Regions from separate parts of the Mus musculus genome. Here all the other regions are linked to region 3. The links are chromatin contacts, called in public Micro-C and promoter capture Hi-C maps. All regions are on one chromosome and are shown on one strand. Each heading gives the region's core, a stretch centred on a gene start, on an enhancer-like site or on the middle of the called end of the contact. The rest is flanking DNA. Distances are from core to core; before and after follow the strand shown. Region 1 holds the start of Kansl1 (KAT8 regulatory NSL complex subunit 1). Region 2 holds the start of Bptf (bromodomain PHD finger transcription factor). Region 3 holds the start of Map3k3 (mitogen-activated protein kinase kinase kinase 3).

The links. Promoter capture Hi-C pulls out the DNA fragments that hold promoters and counts their contacts. A called contact is a pair of places that touch in the nucleus more often than the background predicts.
Region 1: a contact with region 3 is called in a Micro-C map of embryonic stem cells, with 8 times the contacts expected there. The contact joins the promoter of Kansl1 here to the promoter of Map3k3 in region 3. A contact is called at or near these places in 2 of 39 promoter capture datasets (cranial neural crest and pre-B cells), 1 of 484 Hi-C or Micro-C datasets (embryonic stem cells) and 3 of 115 datasets of contacts at active chromatin or transcription factors (astrocytes, embryonic stem cells and pancreatic cancer cells).
Region 2: a contact with region 3 is called in a promoter capture Hi-C map of pre-B cells, with 2.2 times the contacts expected there. The contact joins the promoter of Bptf here to the promoter of Map3k3 in region 3. A contact is called at or near these places in 1 of 39 promoter capture datasets (pre-B cells) and 2 of 9 other capture datasets (adipose tissue and liver).

Annotation. Positions count from the first base shown.
Region 1 is chr11:104,439,800-104,444,474 of GRCm38.p6, forward strand. Kansl1 (KAT8 regulatory NSL complex subunit 1) reads right to left here and starts at 2,521. Exons shown (of 15, transcript NM_001372459.1): 1 at 1,926-2,521.
Region 2 is chr11:107,130,792-107,134,951 of GRCm38.p6, forward strand. It overlaps Bptf (bromodomain PHD finger transcription factor), which reads right to left and starts at 1,356. Exons shown (of 28, transcript NM_176850.3): 1 at 483-1,356. The coding sequence starts at 1,131.
Region 3 is chr11:106,081,973-106,086,148 of GRCm38.p6, forward strand. It overlaps Map3k3 (mitogen-activated protein kinase kinase kinase 3), which reads left to right and starts at 2,615. Exons shown (of 16, transcript NM_011947.4): 1 at 2,615-2,961. The coding sequence starts at 2,958.

The DNA of each region.
Region 1 (4,675 bases), core at 1,271-3,770, 1.6 Mb before region 3:
ACTAAGGGTCGTTACCAAATAGTTACAATACATTGTTTAAATTTCCAAAGGATGAGCATTTTTACCTCGCAATATTTTTAGAGCAACACATCACACTGCACCTATCACATGACATGATGTAACTGTTAGCAAAGAAAATGGCCCAAGCCATTGATAACATACATCAGGAGAAAACAGATCAATCATACTCAAGAATTACATTTTATATTTACTTTTTGAAGCTAGTAACTTACCTAGAAAAAGAAAAAAATGTACTTTAGCATTTTATAGTTAATATTTACAAGAAGTTATAACAACCAAGTAAGAAGATTGGAAAACTAGAATTAAAAACTTCTCTATCAAAAATGCAACAAAGAAACACATCAAAAGTATCCACTGTCAGAAGAAAAAAAAAAAAAAGTCTCAACTGACAACAGCTGCAGTTAATTGAAAATTTCTAAATTGGTAGGAGAATAAGACAAGAAACCAAGTACAGCCCATAGAAGAGAGGAAAGGGAAACACGCCCACTTTATGCTTTTGTAAATACTGGTACTTCAAATGACCTTAAAAACAAAAACAAAAAAGGGAGGTGGGGTGGGAAATATAAACTGCAGACCAGTCTAAGAAACAGAAATCATTTTAATATAACGATTTTCCTACTTGATTGAAAGTACTTTTGAGAAGAAGTTCTGTAACTATATCATGATTATGCAAGGCAAGGATTATGTAATTTTATCGTTTATTTTAAAATGTTCTCCGAATGTATTAAAAAAAAAAAACCCTAGAGCATTGTGATCTCTCTAATGGGCAGAGGGACACTTACTTGGCTACAGCTTAAAATATTAACATACACCCCCCCAAACAAACAAACAAAACCCCACAATGATTGCTAGCCACGTGACGAAGGATATGGCAACACCAGGATTGTGAATGGAGGGGAGGAAAGCTAGGTTGGAGGACTAGCGAGATTTCTCTTAACTTTGGGGACTGCAGGATTCGGGTTTCTCAATCTTTAAGGTACCAAATTCTAACCCCTAAGAGTTGTACAGCTAACACCCTCAAGTGCGGTTTTATTAATAGGTCACGGAAAATGCTCCAGTGACCTCCAGGATAAAGGAGGAAAAAACAGGCGGAGGAAAGAGCAATTTAAAGTGGCGCCATCATGTCACCCCTTTTCCCCTAAGGCAATCAATAAGCAATAGTTAAGTAACGAGTTTCTCTAAAAATCCACATTGGGATTCCAACATTGGAAAACAAAAGGATTTCTAGGTAAAACATGGGAGTAAGATTGTTTACAATACGGAAAACAATTATAAACTATTTGCTGAGAATCAAAGGCCGTCAGTCCGAAAACAGGCCCCCCCAAAAGCAGTAAGATTCCAACTCACTTAAAAGCAAATAAATGCCTCTTCCTCTTTAGTTGAAAAAAAGGGCTGCCTGAGACTAGATCCGAAAACGCAAATGACCTCAATATTTAAGCAACAAAAAATGTTAACAATCAGAGTTGTGATACAAACCGTGAGACAGACATGCAAGATGTGTTTGAGCAAAGAAAGACCTTTTGCAGTCAAGAGAAGTTCAAGGCGAGAGCAAGAGTTTGTTTTTGGTCTTTTTGTTTTTGCTTTTTTTTTTTTTTTTTTTCGGAAATAAACCAGGTTCTCCAGGCCGCCTTTTTAAATAGAACGCCAAAGGAAAGCCCAGCGAACGAGGCGGCAGCTGGTGGGGAAGGGCCCCCGCACACCCCCGCCCTTGGGGCGACTCCCAGCCCGGACCCGCAGCGGGGAAGCCCGGAGAGGCCATTTAAAGTTCCGGGGATTTTTCTTCCCCTGCCCAGCCTTTCTAGTTACAACTAACAAAGAGAGGGAGAAATGGGAACCACAGGGAGAGCGAGGAGAAGGAGAAAGGGCAGCGGGAGGAGGAGGAAAGGAGCAGCAGCAGCACCTACCACGTGATGGAGGAGCGTAGCCCGGGCGGATTCGGCCCCACAAAATGGGCGCAGTTTGCAAACAGCCCCCCGGCCTGGGCGCCGAGGACCAGCGGGCGGGGGCGCGCGGCTGCTGCTCCGGCCCGGCCCGCCGCTCTCCTCCCCCCCGGCGCCCGGAGCCGCCCTGACTTTCCGGGCGGGGGGGCGAGGCGGAGGGGGAGGGGAAGGCGGCGGCGGCGGGGAGCGGCTGCTTTTTCTTCTCTTTCGGGCCCTTTCTCCGGCCTTCCTCCGTTCCGACCCGGCCTGGGCACGGCGGGGACCGCAGCCCCGGGCGGGCGGGGGCAGAGGGTAAAGCTGCCCCCCCCGCCCCGCACAAACAAGCGCCGCCGTCTGCAGCCCGCGCCCGCACCCCGGCCGCCACCCCGGGAGCTTCTTCCCGGCCGGGGAGCGCACTTCGGCCGCCCCCCAAGCCGCCGCGGCGAGACGAGTCGGCTTCGCTACGGCGCTTGGTTCTCCCGCCGGCTCAGCGAGCGGTGGCGGTGGCGGCGGCGGCACTGGGAAAATGGCGGCCGAGCTCCTTTTCCCTCCCCCCCTTTAATCTGAAGCGGAGGGAGAATGGAGCGAGCAAGCGAGCGGGCGAGTGCCGGGGACACGGGGAGGAGGGACAGCAGCGCCTCCGCCGGCTGCGGCTGCGGCGGGCCGCTCCGCCCCGGCGCGCCGCCAGGGGGCGCCCGCCTCGCCGCCCCCGCGGGCTGCCAGGAGGCGCGGCCGCCGCCGCCTCAGTCATGGCTCCTAGCCGCGGCCGCTGCTTCTGCGCCTCTGTTTGCGGAAACCGGTGCCTGGTGCCTGATACGTGCGGCAGCGACACGCGGCACTGCGGCAAGCGACGCGGGGCCCTCGCTTCGATCGAGGTGAGGCTAACCTGAGGCGCTGATGCCGTCACATTCCCTCGGCTCTGTGGCTGGCGGTGCTGCGCGCCGGTTTGAGGGGAGGGCGGACTGACACAGCAGAGCTAGAGGACGTGAGCGAAGAACTGTGTGTGCAGTGAATGAAGAAGCTGCTGCGGCCACACTACCCCAGGGCCAACCGTGCTCTGAGACGGGCAGGAAGCTCCCTGACCAGTGACGCGGTCCCTGCCACCCGCCCTTTGTCCTACACCCTGCTCTGTACACTGCAGCACACGGCTGGCTGCTAGCCCTAGCGCCACGCTCTGCAGCCGCCAAACCAAAAAATAAGCGGACGCCATTGCGCAGGCGCGAGCTAGGACCGACTCGGGGCTAGCCCGGGCAGGGGCAGCTGGGAGCTAGAGGGGAAATGATGGCCCACCAGCGCCGGGCCCGCTGGGAACTGTAGTTTTCGTTAAGCCCGCGTGTTGTTTTAGGCTTCTTGATTTGTCAGATCCGCCAAAATAGGCAAAAACGCATTCATTACACAGTAATTTTTTTGTTTCCTGCTACTACCAAATTAAAGTTCACAGACCCGCTAAAAGTTTAACAATGAACAACAAAAGCAAACCTGTCATGTTCTTACCAGCGTTGACTTAAAAGTAGTGGCACCTAATTACTCTTGACTCTAGTTTGTCAGCACGATATCGGTTCCTTCCTCCCAAATAAGGTTTAATATCAGAGAACATTTTCTGGACTTAGAAAACTTAATATAACGCAAAGTGACACATTACACAGTACAAATCCACCACCCTTTAAAGCTAACCATGTCCAAAGATTATTAGGACTCACCAAAATCAAATAGCATAAAACTTGTTCCAACAACTAAATCACCAAGCTCAGCAGATGAGAAGAGTAGAGTCTACCAAAAGGAAGATGTAAAATGCTCAATACTTTGTGTGGTTTACCAAACCAGTATCCGGTGTTATGTGTCACTTCAGCTCCTCAAAAAAAAAAAACTATTGTTATAGACCAGTTTTCATTAGCCCACAAAGTCTCTAACTCAACAAGTTTCTGCAGTATCTGCATCTATATTTCTCTTGAATTTCCATCTGCATTTTTAAAATTACACTCTCAAACATGATCTTGGTTTTCAAATATCAAAGGCAGGAGACAACATAGAGTCAATACACAGGGATAAACTGATAGATGTATACATATTTACATATGCATCCAAAAAAGATCAATAGTTTGGGCTTTTTAACTTATAATACAGGTAAGATTGTGTGTTTGCATGTGTGTGTATGTATGTGTGTGTGTGTGCGCGAGAGAGAGAGCATATATATTCACATAAACAGTAATGCCACAGAGGATGTTTATACATAATTACAGGACCAACAGATGGTGACCTAGAGCCCTAATCTGAAGATAACAAAATCTAAATTAGCTGAATGAAAATAAGGCAAAGCTTTCTACAATATTCTTAAATTTAATTTCTTAAATATTAGTGAAAGAAACTCTTTATAACAATGTTATTAACTATCCAAACTCTTAAAATCTTGACTATCTACACAGTCATGGTGCTGCATGCCATTTATAATTTCAGCACTAGGAAAAGAGATGCAGGAGAACTCTGTGAGTTCAAGGCCAGCCTGTTCTACATACTGAGTTCTGTGACAGCTGGGTATAGACACTCAGGCAGATTTCTGAGTTCGAGGCCAGCCTGGTCTACAGAGTGAGTTCCAGGACAGCCAGAGCTACACAGAGAAACCCTGTCTCAAAAAACAAAAACAAAACAAACAAACAAACAAAAAAACCACAACAGAAACTTCACTACCTAACTCAAGCATATTGACACATGCATTCAATTCCAGCATTTCAGTGGGG
Region 2 (4,160 bases), core at 106-2,605, 1.0 Mb after region 3:
TAAATCTAAAACAAAACGTATTAGACATGCAACGGTTTGCAAAGCAGGAGGCTTCTTTCATCGCAAAATAAATAAATAAAATACTCGTACCAAAACAAGGGGAGAAAGACGAACTCAATGGATACTTGTGTGCCAAAGTTTCAATCCTGCCTGGTGGAGCCACCGCACTTGGCACAAATTTTGAAGGGGATAAAGAGGGAGGGGGGAGAAGAGCGAACGAGTCTGTGGCCTGCAAACTGCAACAATGCAATCTCCATTTTGAACAATGCGCCTCTTTCCTCTTGCAAATCTAGTTTTGTTTTTGTCTTTTTTTTCTTTTTTTTTTTTTTTTTTTGTCACTAGACGCGCCGTGGCCTCCGCGTGGGGGACAGGCCGGGAAGGGGGGGGGGAGCTAGGAAGCAGGATGCACTGCACTGGAGAGGGAGCAAGCCAGGGGGAGGGAGGAGGTGGGGAAGGAGTCTCCCGGCGGCCTGGGTGGTTACCTGGAGTGCTGCTGTATGTACTATGGCTCCTGAAGCTGCTTTCCGTGCAGTAACTAGCGTCGTCGTCGTCGTCTTCCATCTCCTCCGGATAATCGGAGTCATCGTCGTCTTCTTCCATGTCATCTTCCTCCTCGTCCTCGGAATCCTGGGTCTCCTCGGCGTCGCCATCCTCCTCCTCCTCCTCGTCCTCCTCCGAGACCATGTCCTCCTCCTCGTCGTCGTCGTCACTCTCGTGGTCATCGTACACCACTTTGTTGACGGCGCGGCGGGCCGGGGTGGTCCGGGCCAGGTGGCCGCCCCCGCCCCCCGTCCTGCCGCCCCCGCCTCCTCGGCCCCCCCGGCCCGGGCCGCTGGCGCTGCTGCCGGAGGCCGGCGGTGGCGGTGGCGGCTGTTTCCTGCGGCCGCCCCCCCTGGGCGAGCTCAACCGGGTCTTGGGCGCCACCTCAGCCTGGGCGGCGGCCCACCTGCCCCGACTGCTGCCGCGGTGCCGCGAGCGCAGCCCCCCTATGGGTCCGGAGGCGGGCGGCGGCGGCGGCGGCGGTGGCGGCGGCGGTGGTGGCGGCGGCGGCGGCGGCGGCGGGGCCGGGGCGCAGCGCTCCGCAGCAGGAGCCGCGGGCTGCTTGGGCGGCCTGCCCCGCCGGCCCCTCATGTCGGAGCCGCGGCTTGCGGGGGGGTGGGGGGGGAGCGGAAGGGGTGGGGGAGGGGCGCGGGGGGCGCCGGGGCCGAGGGGGAGGGGAGGGCGCCGGGGTCCGGGCGGGAGGGGCGCGGCCCGGCAGCGGCGGGGTGGAGGGAGAAGGCTCAGTCCGAATTGCCGGGGCCCCGCTCCGGATCGCCTGCAGCCGCCATCTTGTTTCTTCCCTCTCGCTCGGTGACTGGGGGAACCGACAGCGGCCGCAGGCCCGGAGCGCGGTCACGTGAGCTGCGCCGCCCGACGAGCCTGGGACAGAGCGAGGCGGCGCGGCGGCCGCTAGGGGGAGCGCGGGAGCGGCGCGGCGGGGGCGGGGAGGCCCCGGAGCGCCCCTGCGCGGCTGCACGGCGGCGGCGCAGGAGCGAGATGGGTAGCGTGGGGTGTCCCCCCAGGCTGGGGTCTCCTCCTGGGAGACCACCTCCCCCTCAGCTGAGGTCTTAGGGAGACCTCAATGCGTGTCTCCCAAACCGGGGCCGGAAAACAGGGAATTTTCCTCCCAAGTCGCCGGTCCTTTTGGGAAACTAATGCAAAAAAAGGGGAGAGGGGCGTCTCGCGTAGAGGCACGACTTACAGACTGGGGGCAGTCACTACGCAAAGCCACCCACGCAGGTACAGGAGCTGGAGCTAAGTCAGTCCCAATAGAGAGCTCCCAAAGGCTTGGATCTAGAGGGTCCTGAAGTTGTTCCAGGAATGCACGCTGGGAGCCACACCCCCAGCGTGGTTTCACTGACTTTCCTGAGTTCCCACCCTCAGAGCCCGGGGTTAAATTCCAGAGCGTGGTTCCTAGCGGCCTCCAGGCACCTTTCTCTCTTCCCAGCTACGAACTTCCACACCTCAGCCAGAACTTAAGGATAGGAAGGATGGCGTCCTGTCTAGAATTGGCTTCACAAAGTTATGTGTTTGTGTTACCTGGAAATAATGTCTACCTGACAAATTACCAGTCTTGGTTTGACCTAGGGTGCTAGTCACTAAAGTGAAATCGCAGGCACATGCACCAAATGTTGCTAAATTGAGGTGGCTCAACACAGGGTCCTCGGGGTGGACTCTGGAAAGAAAAGAAAGGTTTAAGGAACCTATATGAGTGATTATTAATAGATGTGAGAACAGAAAAAGTAATTTGAAGAAAAATCGTTAATAGGATTCAGCCCACTAACTAACTGACTTATTACAATATAGTTCGGTGAATAGAAATGAAGTGAAAATTACTAATTGCCAACTAAGTTATTATGTATTCACTTTGGTTGATCTCTGAGAGTGGTAAACTTACCCACAGGGACCTCATAAGACACCAAAGGAAAGAAAGTAAGCCACAAGAGTTCTTGGGTAAACAAAGGCTGCAGCTATAGCAATGCAGGCCCAAATAAGCAGATCTTCTGATATTCCTTGGTGATAGTGGGTGTTTTATTTTGTTTTATTAGGGCAAGGTCTCGCTGTAAGGCCCTGGATAGCCTGGAAATCACTATGTAGACCAGGCTGCCCTCCAGCTCCTAGTAGAGATCCACCAGCCTCTGCTGGGAGCAAAGGTATATGGCACCACACCCTGCAGTGGTGGGTTTTGCCAGACTCTCACTATGAACTCCAAGCTGCTGTCAAACTTGTGAACCTCCTGCTTCAGCCTCACAAACTCTGGGATTACAGACAGGTCCCTCCATGCAGGTTTCAAATCTTCTATATTTTTCAAGAGACTATAAAGGTTTTATCTGAAACGTGTTTGTACATTTGTTTTTAGATAGAGTGACCTAGCCTGGCATCAAACTCTGGGCTGTGGGGTGACACATGTGCCATTATGCCTCTATCTATCTATCTATCTATCTATATATATATATATATCGTGTGTGTGTGTGTGTGTGTGTGTGTGTGTGTGTGTGTGTGTAGACAGAGTAAAGTTATTTAACAGACAGGCAAACAGGATGCCTCATGGGTAAAGATCCTCGCCACCACACCTTTTGGCCTCTGTTCAATCCCTGCAACCCACAAGAAGACAACCTTGTGGGTATAACAGCAAGCCTTTAATCCCAGCACTCAGGAGGCAAAGGGCGACCCAGAGATACTGTCTCAAAAATAAAGAGAGGAGAGATCCAGCTCCCAAAAATTTCTCTTCAAAGTCTACAAACCCACACAAAAACACAAATAAGGGCTGGAGAGATGGCTCAGTGGTTAAGAGCACCGACTGCTCTTCTGAAGGTCCTGAGTTCAAATCCCAGCAACCACATGGTGGCTCACAACCATCCGTAATGAGATCTGACGCCCTCTTCTGGTGCATCTGAAGACAGCTACAGTGTACTTAAATATAATAATAAATAAATCTTTTTAAAAAAACACAAATAAATAAATGTCAAAGTTTTTTTTTTTTTTTTGGTTTTTTTGAGACAGGGTTTCTCTGTATAGCCCTGGCTGTCCTGGAGCTCACTTTGTAGACCAGGCTGGCCTCGAACTCAGAAATCCGCCTGCCTCTGCCTCCCGAGTGCTGGGATTAAAGGTGTGCGCCACCACGCCCGGCTGTCAAAGATTTTTTAAAGATAACAAATATAGGGGCTGGTGAGATGGCTCAGTGGGTAAGAGCACCCGACTGCTCTTCCGAAGGTCCAGAGTTCAAATCCCAGCAACCACATGGTGGCTCACAACCATCCTTAACGAGATCTGACTCCCTCTTCTGGAGTGGCTGAAGACAGCTACAATGTACTTACATATAATAAATAAATAAATCTTTTAAAAAAAAAAAAAAAAAAAGATAACAAATATATCTTTAAATGTTAACTTGTTTTGAGATAGGGTATTATGCTGGCCTCAAATTGGCTATGTAGCTGAAGCTGTCTTTGAACTCCTGACCCTTCTCTCTCTACTTCACAGGCATATGACACCAGGTATAGCTCTTTGTTTGGTTTGGTTTGGTTTGGTTTGAAGCAGTGTCACTGTGCAGTACAAGCTGTCCTGAAATTGCTATTCTTCCTGCCTTAACCTCTTCACTGATGGACATAGATGGGTGCCAG
Region 3 (4,176 bases), core at 1,365-3,864:
AGGGCCCATCCCCTAGAGTTGGATTTACAAGCAGCTGTGAGCTGACCAATGTGGGTGATGGTAACTGAACCTGGGCTCTCTTCTCTGCAAGAGCAACAAGCACTCTTTACTGCTGAGCTCTCTCTCCAGCCCCTATTTGACTCATCTTAAAACTGATGGGTTATAATATTTGTAAATAGGGTTCTCTAGGATCATGTTTCTGATAGAAAGTCTGTGGTGTGAATACACTTTAAGTAAATGAAGTAAGAGATGTTGATGGTTTGAACTGGGCTAGCGGAGCTAGGGTGAAAGAGAGGCAGAAGGACTGGAGACCTGATCACTCGGTGTCTTCCTTGGGGAACTGATGAGCAGAGGAAATGTGAACAGTGGAGGGAAGCGATGGGTTCAGTTTGGACCTGTAGAATGTGAGGTGCCTGTGGAATGCTCAGGAATGTTGCCTCGGGAGCTTAGAACCAAGACCTGCCTGAGCTGGAATCCTCAGCACACAGGGTAACTGCAGCATGGAAATGTTTGACTTCAGTGGCTGAGGGACAAACAGTGGGAATCGAATTCACAAGAAAGGCATCTGAAGGAAAGGCAGAAAGAGGAAGCTTACTAGCTCAGTCATTGGAGAGGCTAAGTGAGATTACATGGCTGGGATCTAGTAAATAGCTGGTGTTTTTCCCTATTGTTTCTTCACCAGAAAAAAAAAAAAAGATTATTCTATTTCAGGCACTTCAGTAAATTAGGGACTTCTTTGTTTTGTTTGTTTGTTTGAGACAGGGTTTCTCTGTGTAACCCTGGCTGTTCTGGAACTCACTCTGTAGACCAGGCTGGCCTCAAACTCTGAAATCTGCCTGCCTCTGCCTCTACCTTCCAAGTGCTGGGATTAAAGGCGTTCACCATCATTACCCGGCATAAATTAGGGACTTAATCAAGTGAGAATATGAGACTTGAGAGTTTGAAGAAAAACGAGTTAGATACAGTGGCACAGGCCTTTAATTTTAATCCCAGTACTCAGGGGGTAGAGGCAGATAGATCTGTGAGTTTCAGACCAGACTACAAAGAAGTTCCAGGACTACAGAGAAACCCTGTCTCGGAAAACAAAAAAACAAAAAAACAAAAAAAAAAGTTCCAGGACAGTCTAGGTTAGAGACTCTGTCTCAAACAACAAACACCTCGTACACACACACACACACACACACACACACACACACACACGAGAGAGAGAGAGAGAGAGAGAGAGAGAGAGAGAGAGAGAGAGAGAGGACAATAAAGTTAATAGTATGGGTTGAGAGTGGGGATGAAGAAAAAGAATTGCGTAAGACACTCCTTAAGAGATCTGATACTCCAAAGCCACCTCCTAAGGTAAGTGTTTCTAAATGACAACTGAAAATGGCATCAGATTTTTCTGGAATCTGAAATATGTCATTGGAACTGTCTCCAGAGAAAGGGAAGCCACACTAACTGTGGTAGAGTTGGAATCTTAAGACTGGGTGTATGAATTATTGAAACAATGGAGGTTGAAAAAGTTAATCACAATGCTCTTTTGAAAGATCACACAGCCAGTACAATTGTTTTGAGACAATATTTAGTGGCACAGGAAGCACAAAAGTGTAAGCACACCAGAAAACAATATGAAGTTATTTTTTGTCTAACGTTGCATATCTAGGTAGGAAATAGATAAAACTATCTTCAGGGTAGGGCTTTTCTTTCTGTTTTCCTGCACTTTTAAGTTTTCTTTTAAAAACGTGTCTCGCTTTTATAATTCTAAGAGCAAAACTTGTCCAAAAGCAACTCTAGCAGAACTCAGAATGTGGGGACCCACATTCCAGCACTAGCCTAGCCTTTGAAGACGGAGTATCAGGTGTGGCCTCGGAGGTCTGAGACCCAGGGGGATGAGAGAAGTAACAAGACCATCCCCCTGCCTGTAAGCCGAGGCTACTCAGGGTATCGCGCAGCTCAAGTAGCCTGAAAGCATCGAGCCAAACCTTCCCTGCCCAATCCGCGCCAGACACTTTGCCCCAGCAGGGGCCGGACACCTCAGCACCTCGAGGTCGCCAACAACCGACAACCATAGGGCCGAAGGTTTTCTTTTTCTGAGGGCCTCTACAGAAGACGACTTTGCAAGGCGCCAGGCCGGGGTAGCCGCCGAGGGGAACGGCGCCAGCCCGCGCGCCCGCCGAGGGTTCCGCAACTGAGCAGAGGGTTGTGGGCGGAGCCTCAAGCCGGAGCAGTGATTGGAGCAGCCCACACCTTGGCCAGAGAGGCTGAGAGCGCCAGCTAGCGACACTCCGCGGCGGGTACTCAGCGCTCTCTCCGTGATTGGCTAGGCGCGAGAGGACGGGCGCTGTCTCAGTGATTGGCAGGCTCTAGCCAGCCCTCGGAAATCGCCTTGACTTCGCCCATTGGCATCCTGTGAGAGTAGGCGGGATTGGTCCGTCGTGATTAGCTGGCGGATGAGAGTGAGGGCGTTGGGAGAGAGCGGGGAGGAGGAGGCGGGAGTATCTGACTTCCTCCTGGTTATTGGCTGGTAATGAGAGTGGGGGTAGTGCCAAGGCCCAGCGGCTGCATGCGATTGGCAGATGCTGGCATGAGTGACAGGCTGCAAGGCTTGCTGCGCGCCCAGCGGTTTGTTTTTCGGAGCGTTCCTGAGGTGGAGAACAGTGGCCGGTCGGAGCGTCTTCTGGACTTCAGGACTCGCAGGCGGCCCGGTCGAGTGGCGCCGCCGAGGCCGGGTTGGGCCGAGCCTGGGAGCGCCGGGGATGTAGCGGGCCAACCTGCTCATGCCACAGCGCCCGGCCGCGGCCGGAGCCGGAGCCTGGGGAGGCGGCGGGGGCCCCGAGCGCAGCCCACGGCCCCCGCGCGGAGCCAGGCCCGCTGCCGTCCCCGCCGCCCGCTCCCCCGGCATGCAGCCCCGGCTGCGGAGGTGACACTTCTGGGCTGTAGTCGCCACCGCCGCCTCCGCCATCGCCACCATGGGTGAGTACCGCCACCGCCCCGGCCTGTGCCCGCGCTGCTTCGCGACGCCCCGCCCCAGGCTGAGGGGAGGAGGACCCTGGGCCGCCGCCTGACAAGGCATGGACAGTTCGCCGGGCCCGGGGCTGAGGATCGCGGACCGCTCGCCTCTCCGCGGTGCCTCGATCGGGGCGCCGTTCTGGCTACCTCCGGGGGTGCCCTACCGGCCAAACCCACTCGGCAACTCTCTTTCCGGGCATGCGGCCGGCGTATCCCGGGGAGGGGTCTGCGGGACCGAGGCCCGTCGGGCGGCCCACTGCGGTCCCCAGCGAGCTGGCGCGCGAGCTTGAGGGTGGGGGAGCCGGAGCTCAGTGTGGGGCCGGGGCTGGAGCCTGGTGCAGGCCCAGCTGCTGTTGTGTCTTTTCCTTGATTTGCTTTTTTTTTTTTTTTTTTTTCCTGCCTGTGTCATTTCCTTCCCTTTGCTCACACAGGCTGGCCTGTGAGTTCCCGGGGCTTTGCTCTGGAGCTCTGTGCGCTCTCCTGCGCGGGGGAGGGGGACGCGGGGGGAGGGTATGCGGGGCATCCACTGCGACGCTATTCGACGCGGATCCCTGTTAGCAATAGCAGGCTTGAGAAATGCGAGCTGCGCTCCTCGCAGATTACTGGAAGTTAAGAATCCTTGAGCGCTGAGGGTTATAACTCAAACCCTACTTTTGGAAAAACCCGGCTTTTATATTTATCCTGCGCTACCCCTGCAACTATGTAACTTTTTGAAAGAGGCATTCGGTACATAAAAGGATCACTATGAAATCATTTCCTTTTTGTCAGTATTTGTAATTCTCCTGTGAAGATGTAATCTAAGAAAAGTTTTTTTAATGCCTTCTACAAAATATTTGAGCTGTTTTATATATATTTTGCATAATTTTGGTTCTTTATCAAAAAGTCTTGGACTTAGCTAAGGAATGTGTGACATTTTAAATATATTTTGCTTCCCCAGTTGGGGCAGGTATTGTGATGCTCATTTTCCTGGTCTCAATCAGGTTTTGCAAAAATATTTAGTATTATTCTAAGTCAGAAAGGGGTGAAATTTAGTGAAAGTCTCCTTTGCAGAAGTATTCATTGCTTGTGTGAGTGCTCCATAAGATGAAATGCTAATGTTTGTTTTGCCCTAAAGCAAGGTCAAGTCATTTTTGTAGGAGGTTTTGTGGGTGCAGTAGCAAATTGGCCAGATACTCGATT